Linked DNA regions of Mus musculus: region 1 is linked to region 2. Evidence: chromatin contacts called from public targeted proximity ligation data. All regions are on one chromosome and are shown on one strand. The core of a region is the stretch at or near the end of the contact, and the rest is flanking DNA. Distances in the headings are between cores, read along the strand shown. Region 1 has its middle 14 kb from the start of Rfk. Region 2 has its middle 61 kb from the start of Gcnt1.

Region 1 (4,088 bases), core at 1,128-3,627, 85 kb after region 2:
AGCGGAGACCATGGAGAAGTGCTGCTTATGGGTTGCTTGCCCCACACCCCCACTTACTCAGTTTGCTTTCTTATACATCCCAGTACTGTGAGCTGCCCAGGAATGGCACTGTCCACTGTGAGCTGAGCCCTTCCATATCCATTCTCAATTAAGAACCTGCCCTGCAGGTTTGCCTGCAGGCAATGTGATGGAGGCATTTTCTCGATTGAGGGTGCTCTTCCTGGATTAAGTCTAGGTTTATATTAAGCTGGCAGAACTTGACCCGCACAAATGATGTCAGGTCTTATTCTCTCTCTCAATACTCCTCTCTGTGACCTTCCCTATACAAGGTGCGTTACATTGTCTTTGTGCCTTCACGTGCCCCACCTGTGAAGTGGATGGTGTTATAGACGTGTAACTCCTTAATGATTAAGTGTTTTTAACAAAATTGTTGTAAATATTTTAGCTCAGGCAGGACACAAACCTTTAATCCCAGCACTTAGAAGGAAGACAAAATCAAAGACTCTTGATCTACAGAGTGAGTTCCATGACAGCCAAAACGCTACACAGAGAAACCCTGTCTTGAAAAACCCAAATCCAAAAACAAAACAACAAAATACCAACCAACTAACCAACTAACCAACCAACCAAAGAAACAAACAAACAAAACCCCAAAACCAATTTAGCTCATGGTGAGTGAGATTTTATTCACAGTTCCTCTGATGCTTTTAAACATTCTGCATTACTTGAAAACTTTAATGTTCTCCCAATTCAGCAGGGTGATGGTGGCACAGGCCTTTAATCCTAGCACTTGGAAGGCAGCCAGGCAGCTCTCTCTGAGGTCAAGGCCAAAGTAAGATCAAGGACAGCCAGGGATACATGGAGAAACCCTGTCCCAAACCAAACCAAACCAAACCAAACCAAACCAAACCAAACCAAACCATATCAAACCAAACCAAACCAAAACAGGGTCTCCCAATTCCTAGTTTCTATACCAAAATACTGATCCACTGGTGTGGGGTGTGGCCCTAGATGAGGCACTTTTAATGGTTCCCAGATACTCAATTACTTTCCAAAGGCTCTGTTCAGGTCTCCCCTGTTCATGGCACCCTGGACCCTCTTACACAGAATCCTGCACGTGTGCTTTTGTTCCCAGGAAGCAAAGGCTTTAGGACCAAGCCACACGATGGATCCTAGTTAGAGTGGAGCTCCACGCTAAGCGGAATTCTGGACTCTGACCCAAACAAAATGGTACATGATGTTGTTGTAATCCAGGGTCCCTGCCCACTCTTACACATTGAGGGAGTGTAGATTGATGTCACCTTCATTTAGCACAGCTCAAGTGAGGCATGGGAACCACGCAGTCTTTTGTTCCTAAGGCAAACAAAGTCTTTAGCTTCAGCACAGTTTCCTCTGTTTCCTTGAGGATTGTATTAACTGGTGAGTGGAGATTAAACTGAACTTTCTCTAGAAGAAAAGGTCAGAAGGCAGGAAGGGAGAGAACAGCCCACATAGAAAAGGTGGGTGATGAGCTGCCTGCGGTGTGTTTCTTAGGTTTATCCTTTGCTTTAAGTGAACCTTGGTCCCAGGCCATGAAACCCCCTTTCAGTTCCTTTCTATTTCTTTTTCTCACTCGTCCTACCCCCTTTAAAGAGAGGATGTCTCTGTGTAGCCCTGGCTGACATGGAATTCACTATGTAGATCAGGCTGGTTGGTCTTGAACTCGCAGATCCACCTGCTTTCTGCCTCCCAAGTGCTGGAATTAAAAGCTTGTGCCACCACTGCCCTTTCCAAATTCTTGAATAAGTTTACATCCTTTGTTATTGCCTAATGCTAGTGCAAGAAGAGCATTGTTCTCTAAAAATCCAAAGAAGTGGGGTTAGAGAGATGGTTCAGCTGTTAAGAGCACTGATTGCTCTTCTAGAGGTCCTGAGTTCAATTCCCAGTAACCACATGGTGGGTCACAACCATCTGTAATGGGATGAGATGTCATGCTCTCTTCTGGTGTGTCTGAAGACAGCTACAGTGTACTCATATATGTAAAACAAATAAATAAGTCTTTAAAAAAATTCAAAGAAGTACAAGCAGAAGAAAGGGGCAATGGTTGAAATTCTTTTCTGTTACTTACCCCCATCTCTATTAAGGAAACATGGGTAAATATTTAAAAAAACACAATGGTTTAAGAAAATGTGTTTTGTTTACCTCCACATTGACTTAGGGAACTCAGATAAGTATTTAAAGTCTATTTGCTTGGAAAAAAAAATACAAGGTGTCTGGTTACTTAGGTACATGCTTTTATTTCTTTACTGGGCAGAAGAAGAAAAGAAGAGGGAAGTTAGGGAGTTCTTAGAACAATGACAGCAATGTGGTCAGACCCTGGCATGTGAGACTGAGCATAGAGCTCAGAACCACAGGGATGGTCTAGCATGCAGGAAACCCTGGGCTCCATCTCCAGTATGGAGGGCTGTGGTGGAAACAGCATCAAACTACGATCTTCATCAATCTTCAGGTGAGTGGTTTAAACCCTAGGCTGCTGAGCCCATCGGGGTTTCTGATTGAGTAGATGAAACCTGGCTCTCCCCAGTGATGTCAACTACTCGAGTGGGAACCGCCCCTCCCCGCTTTGAGAACACTAACTCACAGCGCTCTCATGGAGACGATTTCCTGGCATGGTATTTATCAGCAGATGCTTTCTGAAACACTAGAAGTATTACAAGAAAGGTGTGCTGTGGTTAAATGTGTCAGGAGAATACTAGATTGAAAGAGGTTGTTAAAGGAAACTCCTTTTGAGAAACCTTTTATAGTTTGCTGTCTATAGACACAAAACTTATTGTCAGCATCTGCCTGACTTTTAATCCCAGGAAATGCTTACCCAGAAAGATGATATAGAAAAAAAAATCTTACTTCTTGTTGCAAGAATATCCTGAAAGTCCACTAAACACAAGGCTACTCAGTTTACTTTGTTGAATAAATACTACTTGCCCAGATAATAAATCACAACAAAAGATTGCTTACTCCCCAATACTGCTTGTGACCTCACCCTGCTCTGCCCACTGACAATCTCTTTAGGTCACATACTCTCACAATTCTAACTTATTTACAGTCACACAACTGAAGGCTCTTCTCTTGGGATGAGCAAGGAAACTGGGCTCTGTATTGGTGAGCTTGATGTTGGTGGACTTCTGGGCACTTCTGGGTGGGTTCATCTGCAGGTAGAACTAGGAAGCCCAGAGCATGATGACAGTAACTTGGGGCTCAGAGATTCTCTTATGCTGCCTTTCTTCTGGAACAATTGCTACTGTAAAACGCCAACCATTCTTTTTACTCCCAAGTTTTGCAGTTACAAAGGACTTTCAGAGGGAGAAGCTCAGCAAAGCTTCACTGCAGTTGAGAAAGACTAGGGGTGCCACCAAAGAACTCAAAACGGAGGACTTGCTAAGAGTCACAGCCACTCAAAAATGCAAGGCATTAAGCCTCACTTTTAAATCCACCACTCAGCTTCCTGTCTGGCAATACAAGGCAACACTTAACTAAACATCGACCAATTCTACATTCCATCCCTCAAGTCTTCACTACATAATTTTAACATAGATGCTCTCCCACCTGGGGGCTGCTTTTAGTATAGTTTATTCTGTATACTATGGAATTATTTGTTTCTGGACCAGGTTTCTGGTGATTTCTCTGATTAGAAATTTATAGTTTTCACCAAAGGAGTCTCACTAGGTATACAAACCATACTTAAGGACAGGCCCAGCAATAGATAGCCAAGAAATTGAACTCAATGTGTTTTTGAAGATTTTGATGTTTTTGTTGTTTTTCTTTTTTTTTTAATTTTTTTGTGTTTGTTTGTTTACCTATTTATTTACTTTTGCTTAACAGATGTTTTGCTTACATATCATGGTCCCCAATTTTGTTTTTATGAATGATCTGTGCGTGAATGTGAGTGTCTCAGCATCTCTATGTGTTTCTTGTGCTTTCTCTTTTGCATCCCCCCCTCCCTTTTAAATCTGGTCCTATTTTGGTTTGTTTTTATTTTATTTTCTTATTATTATTAGATTCTGATTTGTATCCTAATGAGAGAGAAGAAAAGGGTGTGGGTTTGGATGGGA
Region 2 (4,685 bases), core at 1,128-3,627:
CAACCCTGAATCTGTAAGCAGCTACATCACAGAGTAGATGACGTGAAACCACTTGAGCTTGCAGCTGGCATCTGAATTGAAAGCAGTTTTGTGGGAGACATGTCCTGTAGGGCTGTGCTAACTGCAGGGCCTAGTATCAGAACTGGATTATAGTACATTGCCTAGTGCCAATAATAATAATAATAATAATAATAATAATAATAATAATAATAATAGATAACAATAACAGTAACAACAACTTCAAAGCATGATGTGGTAACTCTTGTTTGTAATCTCAGCATTTGGAAGACTGAGGCAGAAGGATTGCTATAAGTTTAAGGCTGGCCTGAGCTAGAGTGAGATTATGTTTCAAAAGAAAAACAGAAAGGAAGAGAGAGACAGAGACAGAGACAGAGAGAGAGAGAGAGAGAGAGAGAGAGAGAGAGCGAAAGAGACAGAGACAGAGACAGAGACAGAGACAGAGACAGAGACAGAGATACAACAAAGAAAGTAATGGCTTCCTATCCCATCCATAATACTTAGCTTGACTCTAACACAAGGAAACAATTTGACCAGGGGATGGGGGGATTGGCTTAAACTCTTGAGAAGCCACAATGTAAGAAACAAACCAACCACTCACAGGACACTTGTGCATTCCCGCTGGCATAAACACACATTCAAACACACACCTGGGCATGCACGAAGACCGGAAGTGTCCCCCATCAAAGTGTTCCGCATTGAAGCAGTCTAAGGATGCAGGGCAATGGAATGTGGAGGGAGCCTTTTGGGATGTACAAAGAGCCAAGAGTTTGAGTCCTTTGAAGAATGTCTTGTGTTTAAGATGCCCAGGGGTGGTTTGGACATGGCTTCAGTATGTCCCACCTGGGCGGAGAGGGTAGCAAATACAGAATCCTAATGAATGTTTTTCTTTTTTCTTTTCTGAAGTTCTTAAAGACTAAAAATTTATTAAAGAGTTCCAGGTGAGCCACCTCAGCACGGCCCCTGCATTAAAGCCAATGTTTATGTGAATGCAGCTAACACCACTGAAACGCACAATTAAATGGTAAATTCTGTTATGTTCACTTATGCGATCTGTTAAAGGCTGAACACCTCCATCCAGGCTTGAAGTCAAGTCCAGAGGGGCAGTGAGGACAAAGATCATCTGGCTTAAGTTGTCCTATGTAAGTTGCCCAGAAAGGGTCAAGAAAGGGGCCTGAAACAAGGCGCAAGCCCATTCAGGCGTTTTCTGCGGAGGTTGTAGCCGCTACCTGGTTGGGCTGGGATTCTGTTCTTTCTGGAGGATTCTGGCTGGGCTTCAGTGTTTTTCAGCAATAGTTCCTGTCTCCCTGATGCTGCAGTGTGTCCCTTAGTCCCGCTCCCACCCTCAGGCAGGCACCTAACCAGGAAAGTTTGCTGATGTCAGTTTGAAAACATGGGACCTAGGTGTCTGGAACATTTTAATTCTGTCTCCACTTTTTTTTTTTTAATGGGAAACAGAATGAAATAACAATGTGGGCACAGCTCCAAATCAATTGTGCTGTCAGGTTGGCAGCTCCTAGACCAGGCTACTGGAGTTCAAATCCAAAGATGGTTTCTGCTATGGTCAAGCGTCAGCTCTGGCTGAGACTTCCAGTTTTTAATTCTAGTGTGTATTGAGTTGACAAAATCTAACCTGTGCATTTGATGAGTGAGTTAGCGTCACTCATGGGGAAATCAGAGGACAGAGCATGCGAAACTGTCCTCCACCAGTGTGGGATCGGACTCAGGGCACCGGGCTTTGCAGCAGGGGCTTCTCCCGCTGAAAAGCTGATTTAATTCTATACAGACTTCTTATCCATAAAAATTTAAAAAAAAATAAGAACAGTTATGACATCCTGATAGTCTCCCTTCTTCCTTCCTTCTGTCCCTCCCTCCATTCTCCAATACTATTAAGATTTATAAAACTCACAGGCGAAGCGATAATTTCTGCATCTGTTTCATACATGAACATACATGCCTTCTTTTGCTAAGACTGCGAAGTTTCTGACTTCATTTTGATTCTTAGTTTGAAAGAAATTTGTGTACACATCTTTTTCCCCTCTTAATCATTTTTATTATTATTATTCAGTTCATAGCAGAATTGTGTTCCATGACGAACCATGCTTGCTTGGCACAGTAGAGTTTTAGCACAGGCAAGCCCTCAGTCCCAAGCAAACTGGGGCATTTGGCCACTGTGGCTATATCTCTGACCCTAAGGTCTTGTTTGGTGTGTAGCACAGCCTAAGAACAAAGGGAACAAGTATTGCTCAGCTAGGGAGAAGTCCGAAGCTGTAAACTGTCCTCTCATATGTATATCTGAACAACAGCAACACATTCTGAGAAACTTGTTAGGCCACTTCCTGTGTCGCCTTCAACTGAGTTTACAGAAACCGAGACTAACTGAAACTGAGTTAATCATCAGAAACCTGAGGTATAGGACCATCACTCTGCATATTAGCAGGAAACTCTCCTTTTTTACAAGTGGAATGACTATACACAAAGATGCTGATTAAAAAAAAAAACAATTAGTAATTACGTAAACCAGAGACATAGTAGCTGAGCCCCATTGCTACACATTGTGTGCTGTGCATCACTGTGGATGTAGCACACTCTGGTATGACTAACACATAGTAGGTCTGCTCACACATCACAAACAGGACAGATGTGCAGGGCACTCTTGGGACAGCATTAGATAACAAGTGTTTTTCAGATCTGCTAGCATCTTACAGGATCACTGTCCTATGTACCACTGAGCATAATATTGTCCCGATGTATGACTGGGCCTGACCCGTTTCTGATCTGAAGGGGAGGCATATGCCTCGTGGTATAGCCAGGGCTGGTTGATCAGTTGTCTTGAGACTTTCTGAGTTTTCTTTCTTTCTTTCTTTCTTTCTTTCTTTCTTTCTTTCTTTCTTTCTTTCTTTCTTTCTTTCTTTCTTTCTTTCTTTCTTCCTTCCTTCCTTCCTTCCTTCCTTCCTTCCTTCCTTCCTTCCTTCCTTTCTTTCTTTCTTTCTTTCTTTCTTTCTTTCTTTCTTTCTTTCTTTCTTTCTTTCTTTCCTGAGGACAGGTCATCCTCTCTGTTATGGAGCTGGGACGCTCTGTGTTTCTAGCACACATCTTACTCCCTTTCCCTTCTTCACAGGCTTCTGATGGTTGTTTTGCCCTCTTCTCTCCTCTCCAGAACCTTGACTTTGAGTTGCCACTTTGTGTCTCTGTGCTTCCTTCTGAGCTGGTGTTGCTCTCTCTCAATGTTGCCCCATGTGGTGTTTCCTCAATCAGATAAGAGGCCTGGAGACCGCCTGACATTAGCAATCAGCACCATCGGCTTCTCTGACGCCCACTTCGTGACAAGACAGCAAGTGTTTGTTATGAAGTTGGCATGGTGCACGTTATCTGAGAGTTTGAGCACCACAATGTAAGTTCCCTTATGACCCCATTTTAAAGAGGTACAAACCAAAAATCAAAGATAGAGCCCCATTCAAAGACCCACACCTCCTAAGTGGCATGGCAGGCATTTAAACCCAGTTTCTTTAAAAATAGCGTCTGAGAACTCCCTTCCTATAGCATGTCACCTCTAGAGCGACTTGTTCCATCTTCCATATCATCTGTGTTCATTAAAGCTCCCAAAGTCTTGAAGTGATCTAATTTACTTCTAATTAACTAAGCCCAATGAGAAACTGAAAACAGCATTTCTTTCTTTCTTGGCTGTGTTTTGGTTTGGTTTGGGTTTTTGCATGTGGTACTGGGATTGGACTGCAGGGCCTCACATTTCCTATGCAAGAGCTCTACAGCAGAGCCTCACCCCAAGCCCAGAAAGGGAGCCTATTCTGTTTCCATTTTAATATACTCATCATTATTGTGTACGTAATGTTTGTGGGGAGGGGCATGCTGGCTTGTAAGCATCAGTGCGGAGGTCAGAAGATAACTTGAGGAATCCAATTCTCCATCTACCATGGATTCCGGCAGCTCAGCTCAGCCCACCAAGCTTACGAGCCCTGTGTATCAGTTTTCTGTTTCTGCAAAAAAGACACCCTGGCAAAAGTTAAAGAATAAAGGGTTTATTTTAGCTTTACAATCCCAGAGGGGTCTGATCCATCATGGTGGCATAGGCACAGCAGCGGCAGGTAGGGATGGCAGCAGGAAAGCATGGTAACAGAAGCAGAAAACTGTCTAAGCACATGTTCATACACGCAGGAAGCAGACAGAACAGGAAGTGGGGCCAGGCTATAAAATCTCAAAGTCCACCACCTTCTGTACTTCCACCGGAAGGCTTCAGGTCCTTAAGGTTCTACAACCTTCCCAAACAATGGCACTTGGAGATCAATTACTCAAATCTGTGGACCTATGAGGGAGGGACACTTCTCATTTAAACCATCACTCCCTTTATTCCTGCTCACTCATCTTCCCAGCCTTGGGCCATACTCTCACATTTAATCATAAGTCATTTCAGATGGATGGGGTATAAGGCATATGAAATAATAGCATGCAAATCCTCCAAGGTAGGAGCAAGAGACACAACCCCTTGTTTGACCATCCTCTCTCTCTCTCCTGCCCAATCCCAGGCTCTAGCCTTTAAATTAGGGAGCTTTAAATTGGAGGGCAAGAGTTACAGAACAGAAGCCAGTGTGCATGAGGATGCACTTATCTGGAGGGCAACCAGATCTTGGGATTCAGAATTTAGCATTTGT

What was found.
Region 1: a contact with region 2 is called in a targeted proximity ligation map of CD8 T cells, with 11 read pairs. A contact is called at or near these places in 4 of 130 datasets of targeted methods (CD8 T cells, effector CD8 T cells and embryonic fibroblasts) and 2 of 9 other capture datasets (adipose tissue and liver).

What each region holds. Positions count from the first base shown.
Region 1 is chr19:17,378,239-17,382,326 of GRCm38.p6, forward strand. No RefSeq gene overlaps it. Among named protein-coding and RNA genes, the nearest start is that of Rfk, 14 kb to the right of the region's middle.
Region 2 is chr19:17,292,969-17,297,653 of GRCm38.p6, forward strand. No RefSeq gene overlaps it. Among named protein-coding and RNA genes, the nearest start is that of Gcnt1, 61 kb to the right of the region's middle.